Regions from separate parts of the Anser cygnoides genome. Here region 1 is linked to region 2. Evidence: chromatin contacts called from public Hi-C data. All regions are on one chromosome and are shown on one strand. The core of a region is the stretch at or near the end of the contact, and the rest is flanking DNA. Distances in the headings are between cores, read along the strand shown.

The links. Hi-C and Micro-C count contacts between places; a contact is called where the count stands out from the background.
Region 1: a Hi-C map of liver shows a contact between it and region 2, with 6 times the contacts expected there. The contact joins the promoter of UBE2N here to the enhancer-like site in region 2. A contact is called at or near these places in 2 of 7 Hi-C or Micro-C datasets (both in liver).

The regions. Positions count from the first base shown.
Region 1 is chr1:48,972,737-48,978,336 of Taihu_goose_T2T_genome, reverse strand. UBE2N (ubiquitin conjugating enzyme E2 N) reads right to left here and starts at 2,444. Exons shown (of 4, transcript XM_066995095.1): 1 at 2,174-2,444. The coding sequence starts at 2,203.
Region 2 is chr1:48,875,530-48,881,686 of Taihu_goose_T2T_genome, reverse strand. All of the region lies in intron 2 of CRADD (CASP2 and RIPK1 domain containing adaptor with death domain), which reads left to right. Among named protein-coding and RNA genes, the nearest start is that of CRADD, 53 kb to the left of the region's middle. Within about 2 kb of position 3,661, at least 1 of the 3 cell types and tissues checked has open chromatin away from gene starts, as enhancers often do. A contact at or near this core is called in liver, where this site is marked.

The DNA.
Region 1 (5,600 bases), core at 1,195-3,694, 98 kb before region 2:
GCCACATCTACACCGTCACCTTTCAAACGAGCGTGGGGTAGTACTGACAATATAAATAGAGCTCTCCGCTGAGCCGAGGAGAGCGCGGGGCCGCCAGTCACCCCGAGAGCCAGGCCGCGTGCCAGCAGCCCAGCACCACCAGGCGCACCTCGGGCAGCTGCCTGGGCTCCGCGCCCTGGCCTGGTGTGGGTGCGTGCTCCTACGCCCAGCTGGCCACTGCTGCGCCTCCCCCAGGTGAGGGCGCGAAGGCTGCACGTGGATCAAGGTGAAAAGGGCTTCTGCTAACAGGATCCGTAGTGAATTGGAGAGAAATGGCTTCTGGTGGAGCACCTTGTACTGCAGCTCTTTTAGCCTTCAGTAGCCCCCTTCTATCCTCTGACCCATCTTTCTCTCTTCCAGTTCCTTCCCTCATCTTTCAAATTCGCACTAGCAGCAAAGTTCATTTACTGCCCTTCATGTAAGGCAACCAACGTTGGGATATGTAACTCCTACATTAGGATCAGTAGGACAGCAAACATCAAATCCACCCTCATTTGAGACTCCTGAAGACTCAAGCGGACTTACTGCTAGGCCTGCACCTCTGCAGCTGTGATAGTTCAAAATACTGCTTTCTGCATTCAGGACTGCGATGACTAGCCAGATTCAAATCCTAGACCATACATACATCTGACGTCCTAATGCATGCACAGCATGGGAGATACAGAACGGGTCACCCAACACAACCAAATCAAGACTCAGAAGCTGTAGACTGCATGCAGACAACCCATAATGCATACACGGGGCACAACCCACAATACACACTGCCCTGTAACAGACATTACTCCTGGTAGAGTCTAAGGAAGACCCCTCTGGAGGAAATATGGAGCTTCCAGGACTCTGCTGGTAGGAGCATGTGCCCACCCATCCATCTCCACGGATGGGATAAAACATTCCTGTGCCATCACCTATCTCGGAAAAGAGCTGTGAGCATTGCTCTATATTTTTTTTCCAAAAGAAGCTGAAAAAACAAAAGTGCCAAGAAGGAAACGTATGTACCAGCTTACAAGTGGGTGCGCTTCTTGGCTGCGCGCAGGAAAATTGTCAAAAGCTACAGAAAAATCTAACATGGGCATCAGCTCCATGAGTGAGCTCTCACCACATCTCTGTGATGAATCCTGGTTCTGCTGTGTTATGAAACTGTTTTGTCGCACCTGAAATACGTTCAGCACTGTATGCTGTGAACCAAGGCAGCTAGATTACCAAAATCACTCTTGTAAGATGTGCCTTACGAATGCTTACGTTTCTGAGCAGCAGTCATAGTTTAACCGCTTTGATACACAATGAATCCTAAGCCCGTCTCATTTTTACCTCAACTCCTCTATCATCTATCCCATAAATCGATCGTTTTAACAACAATCCGGTTTTATTTTTGCATCATTAACTTGCCATGTTATGGTGTTTTATGGTGGCTGGCCGCTTTGCATGCCCAACCAGAAGAGCTTCCCAGCACCGCGAGTTATCTGTGACATTCATTCATTTGGAAGAGAAACGGGGCGCTACGATTTCCCCTGACTACTAACGAACCTTAATGCAGCAAGTTAGTAACCCCTGTAAAAGCAGTTAGCAGCCACGACTCGAGGACTTCAAACCCCACCGCTGCAGACAGAGCGGGGCTGGGGGGATTCAGCCCAGCAACCACCTACAGGGGCTGCAGGACCGGGCCACGGGGGGGCCGGCTGGGGGCACGCAGCAGCCCCTGTCCCCGCGCTGGGCGACTCCGCCTCGCTCAAACCACGCCGGAATCGCCCCCGAGGGCGGCGGGGAGCGCCCCGGGGCCGCAGCGGAGCCCGGCGCCCAGCCGCCAGCAGCAGGCCTCCGGCTCGCAGGCCCGGGCAGGCCCCCTCCGCCCGCCACGGCCCGCGCCCGCCCGGGCAGGGCCGAGCACCGCGGGGATGGGGGCCGGGCCCCGGGGCGTCCCCGCGCCGAGCCCCGCCGCGGGGGGGAAGGGAAGGGAAGGAAGGGAAGGGAAGGAAGGGAAGGAAGGGAAGGGGGGGGGGGGGGGGGGGGCGCGCATCCCGGTGCCCCCCGGGCGCAGCTCCCCGGGAGCGCGGCGGAGCAGCAGCGGGGCGGGCGGAGGGGACCCGGAGGGGAGGGGAGGGAAGGGGAGAGGCGGGCGGCGGTGCGGCCGCGGTACCTTGATGATCCTGCGGGGCAGCCCGGCCATCTTGTCTCGTCGGGAGCAGGCTCGCGGGCTCGCCTCCGCCCGGGGATCGCGCACAGCCGGAAGCCGCCCGCGCCGCGCTTCCGCTGGCACCGCCCTCGGCGCGGCACGACGGGCAATGTAGGCCCCGGCCGGCCGCGCGCGGGGAGCGGGCGCTGCCCGCAGGGCCGCACCCGGCCGCGCCCCGCAGAGCCCGGGGCGCCGCCCGGCGCTGGCGGGGCTGGGGTTTCCTCGGCCTGTCGGTGGGATAACGCGTGCTATTCCTGATTTCAGCCGCTAAAGTGTCGCAAAAGCACCTCCAAACGTACTGCCTTTGTGTTACTCAAGCCCTCCAAGTGGATTTTCATCCTTCTTGACAGACAAATGCCGTAGAAGTTAGAGGTCACTTACACAAACACCATTATTTCTCGAGCATCCCATGACACCCAGCTGTACAGCTGCATTCCAGCAGTAACACCCAGCGTTATCGCTGCTGTACGGGTGGGAAATAAAAGCACGGAAAGGTGAAACCACCGCCAGAGGTTACCGAGCAGGCTAGCAGCACGGCCAGGAACAGGATGCTGCACGCACAATTCCCTGTCAAGTGTTTTCTCCCAGGTCATGAACAGGACTTCTAGATGGCCTATGCCATGGTGGAAAGGAAAGGTCTCTGACACTGGCAAATCCTGACTGCATAACTGCTGACACATTCCTACCACAGGTACTGCCAACGTGTTCTATGTCCTAAAATTTAAGCATTTATATCAACGCATATTGTGTGGCTACAATAACATGAAGCACGTGTCAGATGTGGTGCACCTCCCTCCTTAGGATTAATTAACAGAACATCCTGAGCAGGAAGGACCCACAAGGAGCATCGAGTCCAGCTCCTGGTTCCACACAGGACAACCCCCAAATCAATCACATGTCTGAGAGCATTGTCCAAACACTTCTCCAAATGCATGCTCACTGCCGTGACCGCTGCCATGGGGAGCCTGTCCCAGTGCCCGACCACCCTCTGGGTGCAGAACCTTTCCCTAACCCCCAGCCTGACCCTCCCCTGTCCCAGCTCCATGCCGTTCCCTCGGGTCCTGTCGCTGTCCCCAGAGAGCAGAGCTCAGCGCCTGCCCCTCTGCTCCCCTCATGCAGGCTACCATGAGGCCTCCCCTCAGTCTCCTCTAAGCTGAAAACTTCACCCTCCCCACAATACTTCCCCAAAACTTACCTAGTTTTCCTTCTTTATCCTTCTCGCTACAGAAGGCAACTAACAACTACATTGTTCTACACTATTTGATCTCCTTAGCTGTTGAATAAAGCAGTAATTCCAATAAATTCATGAATAAATTCATGAGAAAAAAAAAAAAACCATAATTGCTGTGCACTCTTATGTACATGTTTGTCCCTTTAAACACTTAGTTGCTCTGCTAAATTAATGGATGTAACTTTCTATGAAGTCAATAAAATCAACAATAACGTGACATACAGCAAGAAAAGTGCATGGAAGCACATTTGCAGAATTGGAGCTTAAAGGATTCATCAATAACACACCCTCATCCTGCAGTGGAGAAGGGTGAGTTCATTTGCATTCATTACTGAGCTTGTGAAATGGCTGTGTTTAGATGTGGTCCTTCAGCAAAGTCCGGTCTTGCTAGTTATACCTATTTTTAATTCTTTAATTGTGGATTTTCCTTTTTACTTTATTACAGCTTGTTGCTACTACTAAACTAGACTGAGTGTATACTTTTGTGTACTCAGTGCCTTCGTAGTACTTGCCATCTCATCCAAAAAAGGTGAAATGATGAGCTCTAGCAAAGAAAAAAAAAAAAAAGTAAGGTGGAAAAAAGCCTTTCTAAGATAATGTGTTTCTTCAGCTGGATGTTTGCTTTTTTTTTTTTTTTTCCTAGCTTCATATATTACAGTATCTATAGCATATCTGGTGCCTTACAGTAAACAATTATCATCTAGGCTGCTAGGGCTCTCCTTCTAAGGATGCACAGTGCTTTAGTGTTTGATTCTGGTGGCAGCAGTCTTGGCGATTTACTAGTTGGTTGAGTTTTTTCACACAGAGATGTGAAATCCCTTCCAAATGACGGTAGCACAGCTTCCTACCCCTCTGCAGGAGCAAATAGTCTAAACAAAAAGTATTGCATTCGAGACATTCTTTGCATGGGCAAAAGTAAACCTCAGACCTGGGCTCACATGGGTGGTTTAGATCTTGTGTGGTACGAAAACTGCTCTTGAGGAAACCTTGTTTATTTTGAAGAATTTTGAGGCTACATTTAAGAGCCATATGTAGAACTCATATCTTCACAAATGAAGGATTACTTCGCAGTAAATTATAAAAGCCATAAACGCAGTAATGCCTTCTCAAAATGTCTGCCCCTTGGGAAAGCAGTGGCATTGGTGCAAATGAATTAACATAATCTAGTGATGACCACAATGTACTGCTGATCTATACAAATAACTGCTTACCACTGAGCAGTATGAGAATGGGTTATAGAATCTAATTGCTTTTGAGAAAAGGGATTACAGCAAACTTTGCTTAGGGAGGCAGGAGAGAAAACTGAGGACAGAAGGTTAGTTAAAAGAGGACATTAACATTCATATAATCTTGCAGCTTCATGAATAACTGCACATATTTGTAATCATGTTGCTATGACACCCAGTAATAACGAGGAGTCTTCATTTTGAATTAGCAGGTATGCTGACATGCAGAAGGAATGCATATGTTTAGGTTATTTTAAAAATTGTTCTCTCCATGTTGTGTAAATTTCACATAATACAATGGACAGCTAAGGGACCAAATGGTCCCATTTCACCCTTCCTGTGCCTTCACCTTCACCTATGCCAGTAACCCAGAAACCCAAGTATGTACTTGTCAGCATCAAACAGATATCAGGATATAGCTGGAGAAATTAAAGGCAGCAATTCCTTGTGAATTTTGCAAAAATGGACAGACAAAAGATAGAAAAGCTTTTGGTAGTCCCAGTGGGAGAAACTCTCAATGACTCCAATACTTATTACACATCAAAGAATCTTCAGTGTGTCACAAATTTGAAGTAATTAGAACTGATTTATCTTTTTACACTGCTTGCAGAATTACACATTTTTCCTTGTTTCTGTCTTCTCTCTTTCTCCACCCCCCACCCCCTTCCACCTTCTAGCCTTCTCCTGGAATACTGATCATTAAAGGACTGCCATAAATGGAGAAAAAATATAGGCCAAAAGATGCTTTTAGGATCAGTGTGAGTAAAAAGCCACACAGCTCCTTGAAAGTGCTGGAACTTCTGCTCTGTAAACCTTGCCCCATGTCTGCTAGATGCAGCAACAGTAGAGCATAGTTGACTTAAATGCTGATGAATGTTGTATGTGGTGTTCTCTTACAAGTGTTGCAGACCAGGAATCTCACTTGAGTCTGTGG
Region 2 (6,157 bases), core at 2,412-4,911:
GCATTAGAGCATTCTCCAGTATGAGGAATATTTATCATCTGTCCTCATATGTAATTTGCCAGCATAACTAATTAAGAAAAATAAGACAAAGCCACCAAGTGCTGTGATTGCAGATCCTCCATTAGTGGCATTGTAACGACTTCTTGAAGTTTAGGAATAAAGGAGTAGATATTTTTAGATATTTTTGCCCAGTGGAGGCACTTGCGTGCCATAATTAAAATTTGCCTTTGTGTCATTAGTTTTCCTAATCCTGCTTGCGTGCTTGCTGTCATGTACATCCCATTGTGGGAGTATGGTCTGATCTGGGATTAATAATCAGAGTCTGTCTGTGCCCTGCTCTCCAGTTTGGACTCAGGCGTGTTACGTTCGTATGCACAGTGCTCGACTTGTGAGGCAGTTGTCTGGCTGTGACGAAGACGTGGATCGGAGAGAACAGCTTCTAGGTTCTTGGCAAAGCCTTCTGGCTTTGCAAGCCCGCATGACCAGTTTGATTCACGCAGGAAGCATAAAAGGTGATCTCAAAGGACATAGCCCATCGGCAGCGGAGCAGAAGATGACAGACCAGCCATGATTTTCATATATGCTTTAATAGCTTTAATAAGTGGAACATAACTGCTGCCTGCTTGCAGAGCCAGATCACGAACTCCTTATCTTGTAAATCTCTATTGAGCTCGTGGGACTGACTAAAAACCCACAATATTTTCTGTAAGAAGAGATGCCTAAATTCAAGCGGCACAGCCAAATCTCAAATTAATTAGATTTTATAACTTAAGGGGGAGTTTAGGTTATCAGAATATAAAAGATTGCAGGATTTCTCTTTACTTTCAGCTGTATAGTTTTCTATTTAAGAGTTGCCAGCTTTCAGCTGCCAAGTTACAATTCAGATGAGGCTGAATTTCAGTAATAGTCAAAATTATTCTTAAACACAGCTTGTTTGTAGAGCTGTTTGGGACACATCAAAGACTTGTGTAAATGTTTTCTCTGAAGGTAGAGTATTCAGGTCAGATACATAATATGTTACTGGTGTCTTAAATTTAGGAATTTTCCTACACTTCAGTACTGTCTCTCCCTTTCAGTGTATCAGGTTCAGAAATGCAACTGATAGCCAACTGGCTTTTCTTTTAAGAAAGCTCAAAATCCTTGAACAAATTAACAAGTTGTGAGGGCTTCCAAAGGGAAATTGCCTAGACTGGAGTTTGTCTGAGGGGAGTTTGTCATCAAGAGGAATTCTCTGCCATCTAAGAAATCTTTCACCAGCAGTAGACATCCCTTACATAGAAAACACTGCCAAGCACTTATGGAAATATTTGAACTGGAAATGACTGACTAATTGATTGACTGGGCTTTTTCTACCACAGCCTTTTTTTTTTTTTCCTCTCCCCCCCCCCTTTTTTTTTTCTCTTTTTCAATCAGGCAGTTTAGAAATGAAAGACATTCCTGGCCACGACTGCTTACTCAATTGACTCAATTTTCCCTTTTCCTCCCTGGCTTCCGCTGGGATTGCTGCGACAGGGAAGTTTAATTGTGCTCTGTTTCAGACTCATCTCCTGCGGCTCAGGCCATGAGTTTTATTGGCCATTTGCAAACCCTCCCGAAACCACGGGTCTGAAGGGGAAATTGGCCCCGTAAGGCCTCAGAACTGACTCTTTTATTATCATCCTAAAAACTGTGCAGCGTGCTGGGGGTCGTGCGAGGGGTCAGGGTCATCCCAACCACGGGAGGTAACAGGCTGAGCGCGAACACCCCCAGCACCTGGGCAGGAGGCTAGAAAGCCCCGCGTGCTCTCTGTGTCGGAAGGCAGCCAGAAGAACGGCTTCACTAGCAGGGACGAGAGCTTGGAGCATCCTTCTGGGCACCGAGAGGTGTGGATTCAAACCGCAGGAATGAACGGTGGGTGCCGAGGGATGCTGGACGAAGTGGATCAGCGGCAGCACTGGTCCTCAGATCGTATTAGAGAGGACTGCAACGTTGCTTGCTTGTGAAATAAAGGGTTTGTTCAGCTCTGGAAGAGGCTTCTAGGCTGAGAACCCCAAACGGAGGCACCATCCTGGTAGCCCTCTGCGAGGTGCTTAAGGTCTGGAGAGGAGCATGGCTTGGTGTTTCTCATTCCTGTGAGTTGTTTCTCACACTGAGGGAGTCTCAACATCCAGGAAGGCACGTAAAGGCCCCATCAAAACCCAGTCCTTGAAATCTTGCAAGTCTGCATTTCCCACTTTACCTTTGTTCAGACCTCTGCAGAGCCCTTAGCTGTTTGGAGCAGTGTTCTCTTTTCATGTTAAGCACGCAGCACAATACCTTTCATCAACGTCTTTTCCCCGGAGCGCTGTTTACATGAAGCTTGTTCCTTTTAAGAGATGCAGAGCTTGCTCCTTTCAGAAGCCTCAAGTGATCAGCTTGCAGCACTTGAACAAGTTTCCCTGTCTGGGTGAATTCCAGAATAGAGAACTCGCCTTTGCTCGGTTTTTTCTCCCTAGCTGCTTTTCCCACAAGATGACACGTCAGGATGGGCAGGTGTCCCCCCTCTCAGGGAGTCTCCCTCCAGCCTCAGGAGAGATTAATTTTTTCAAGCTTTGTCAGCACTCCCTGAGAATGCTTCAGATTTTTCGCTCAAATAGTTCTTGTTTTGTTGCTGCAAGTTGCTGGTCATTTCATCCTCTGGTGAGATCGCTTTTTTTTTCCTCAGTGACAAGAAGTTTGGAATTGCCTTTTCTTTGACTAAGGCATTTTGCTTGTTCAGGCCTCTTTGCTTGTCCAGTGCTCTGCCCTTCAGGCAATGTGGTGCTTAACCCTCTGGCTCCCTGTTTAATGGTGCACGTCTCGTTCTCAAGGAGCACCTGGAGAAGAGAGAAAAGATGCCTTACAGGCATTTTGCAACAGTTTGAGAGGCTCTGAGGGGGACTGCGGTTCTCCTGTCTGGGTGGATCTGCTAGGGGCAATGGCACTGCCTTCCATGGCCACGATGCTTTTTCTCCCCTTAACTTCTTCTAATTCCTGGCCCCCTGAAATAAAGGCGAAATGAGACTCTATCAGCATCAGGATGCAAAGTCTGAGTGTTAGCAAACATTAAAAAAGGTTAATTTCCTTCAGTTCAAAGGAGCACCCAGAAGAAAACTGAGTACTGCAATGTGTGAACCAGGCTGTTAGCTCGGATACAGGGCTGTGAAGACTTAACCTTATGGCTATAAATTGCTACCAAGGCAGCTGCCAGATGCCTTTTCTCTGGTCTTGGTGGCAGGCAGCCTCGTGAGAGCTTTGCTGAACTTCTCTGCCTGCGAGGAGGCGGCTTGGAAGCGCTAGGACAACGGGCTGAGGACAGTTCATTGTATTTCAAATGTGGCATAATATTTGTTTCGTTTTTATAGCGCTGACTTGTCGAACTAAGTTAATGTATTTAAAACTGACATGTGACAGCTTTTTGATATAACGCGATTTCTAAATCAATCCTATCAGTTAAAAAAAGAAATATTTTAATGTAAGTTTACTTACAAGCAGTAATACCACCTCGGATTTCTAAGTCTGGAAGAATTTTAAAGCTGCCTCTGTATTTTTCTGTTGGACTGCGCATGCATAGGTTGCTGTATTTACGTACAGTCAGTGATGGCACCAGAGCCCAAATTTGGTTTTCATCACAGAATGTGCATTTCATGGTCACAAAAGGTGGAATGAGACCGGTCACTTTCACTTTCCTTTTTAAGGGCTATTTTTAATGTGCTTCATTTTCTGGCTCCCCTCCATTTGACCTGTGGTGTAATGTTTGGATTAGAGATGCTGCTGGGGAAACATTAAATCCAAACAAACTCCCTTCCACCCTGTTTTCTTGAAATCTTTCTTGGATAGTCACTAATACTCTTATTTTTTTTTCCATTACATTCTCTGCTAAACACAGACACACACTTGAGATCTCATGATTAGTAATTTCCCAAACCTAAAGCAGTTTTAAATGCTTTTTTGCCTGTTCTGTATTGGAGGGAAATTAGAAGCACCATGGTATTTGCTTTGATTTATTTTTCTTTGCTTTATTTATTTATTTATTTATTTATTTATTTATTGCTTTTCCTGAGGATGGGCTGGAAGAAGTGAGGAATTAGAAACCCTGGAAATTCTCGGCACTAACTTCAAAATAAACTTCTCCCCTTGGTAGCATGTCTGCCTATGAAGAGTGTTGAGTCGTTAAAGGGTTGGTCCCTTACACAGTGATGTGTGGAAGCTTTCCGTGTGACAGTGCCTTCAGTCACGCCTCAAGATGTATGAGTTCCTTCTTGCACAGCACGCTGATGTGTTCAGTCTTCCCGAAGCCACGCAGACCATGCAGATGCGATGCAGGCAGGCTCTGGGAACGTTTTGAAGAGGGATATTCCCATTTTGCAGAGAGCGTGGCGGAAGCTGAATGAAATATTCAAAGCTCACTATTAAGAATTTAATAAATGGATCCTCCTTGGCTGATTCCCCCACAGATACTGCCCAGCAGAGAAAGAAGCAAAGGTCAGAAGCGGAAGAGAATAGGAGAGCGAGCGATCAGGGCAGGATCAATGGCAAGCTCTGCTGTGGCCGTGTTCTGTCTGAATCCTCTCTGAAGCCAAGCTTCCTGAGAAGATACTGTATTTCTCTATCTTGCTTTATCCATCTTTTATTGTTTTATTTCAAGTCTCGTAAAATCAGCAACTTGGCAATGCAATAAAATCTCTGCTTGCTTTGTCCGTGTCCAACATAACTATATATCTTCCCCCTTACGCCCCACACCTGGGATAACACAACAAGGGTTCTCCTTCTCATGTCTTCACAGAGTGCCTTTGTTCCGGAATTTTAAAATCAAATCATTTACTTTTTATCCTGTTGTTGGATAAAATACGTATTTCACATGCAGCTTTGGTAACCCAAGTAACTTATGAGACTTACATTCTTCCTGCTGCTGCAGCATATTTTTTTCAGAAATATCTGGTTTGAGTTGATGAATCTGAGAACTATAATCTGTATTTTTATTATGAGCTTCTTGGCACTGGTATGTAATAAATTCACTTCATTACTCCATCCAAGAGAAATACTGTTGAGGGTCATGAATGTTTCATATCAATATCCTGTCTTTAATAAATCCTGGTCACTTCTGCAAAAAATCTGTCTGCGTTATGTTTTGGGATATTTGTGAGGAAAAATATGGAAAAATGAAATGTTTTAGTGTGCGACTTCCTTCCTTTTCACGGCCTCTGTCTCCTTTGTTTTCCTGATGGATATTGATCGTATGTGCTCACTCGTCCAGGCTGCAACTGCGCTTGGGAGTAGGAACTGAGTCAGTCCGTCCCTCCCTGTCCAAAATGCTCTAACCACTAGCATTTTAAAGCTTACCGGAGGAAGAAGAGGTGGTTACTGGAACTGGAGCCATCTGCCCTCTGAATCCTAAATTACTTGTATATAAAGCATTGCCCCATATTAAAGAGGTTCTAGCCTAAACTCGGTCACGATGCAAAAAGCTCGGGTTTAACAGGGAGGAATTGGACTGGTTATTCTCTATTTAGCTTGGATCCAGCTGCTCTCTGCCCCTACCCACCCTGTGCAGGCTGTTTCCCAATCCTGCTGGCACACGTGTTGGTCAGGACAGGGGAAAGCACAGTCACAAATGTCAAAGATTATCTGCTTTTAACAATTGCAATGATGGCAATCAAAGATCTTTCTCCGAGAACAGGCAGCGGCAAATTCTTTTGGAGGAACGCAAGAGCAGGACACAGACAGAGTCACCCTTGTGCTTATTGTTCCTGCTTTCAGTAGTCAGCAACTTCGGGACTTGTGCAAGCCGGCACTCATCTCTTCTGGGTCTGCTTCTCTGCCTGGTGGCGGTGCTTTGCGCGAGGGGGCCCGCTCACTTCTGCAAGAGCTTCCCACCCACTGCGTATTTTCTCGCCATGGCAGTCTGAGACCGGTAGGATTCTGGTTTAAGGGAATAAACCGAGAAAACATACGCGATAGGAACAGGCGCTGTGCCTGACAGGCCTCACCAGCACATGGCTAGGGCTCACCGGCACTACTGCGGAGCACATTTTTAGTAGTCAGAAGCCTTTCTCAGAATAGCATTGCTTGAGCCTTGAACTTTCATAGAATCATAGAATCATAGAATCATAGAATATCCTGAGTTGGAAGGGACCCTTAAGGATCATCAAGTCCAACT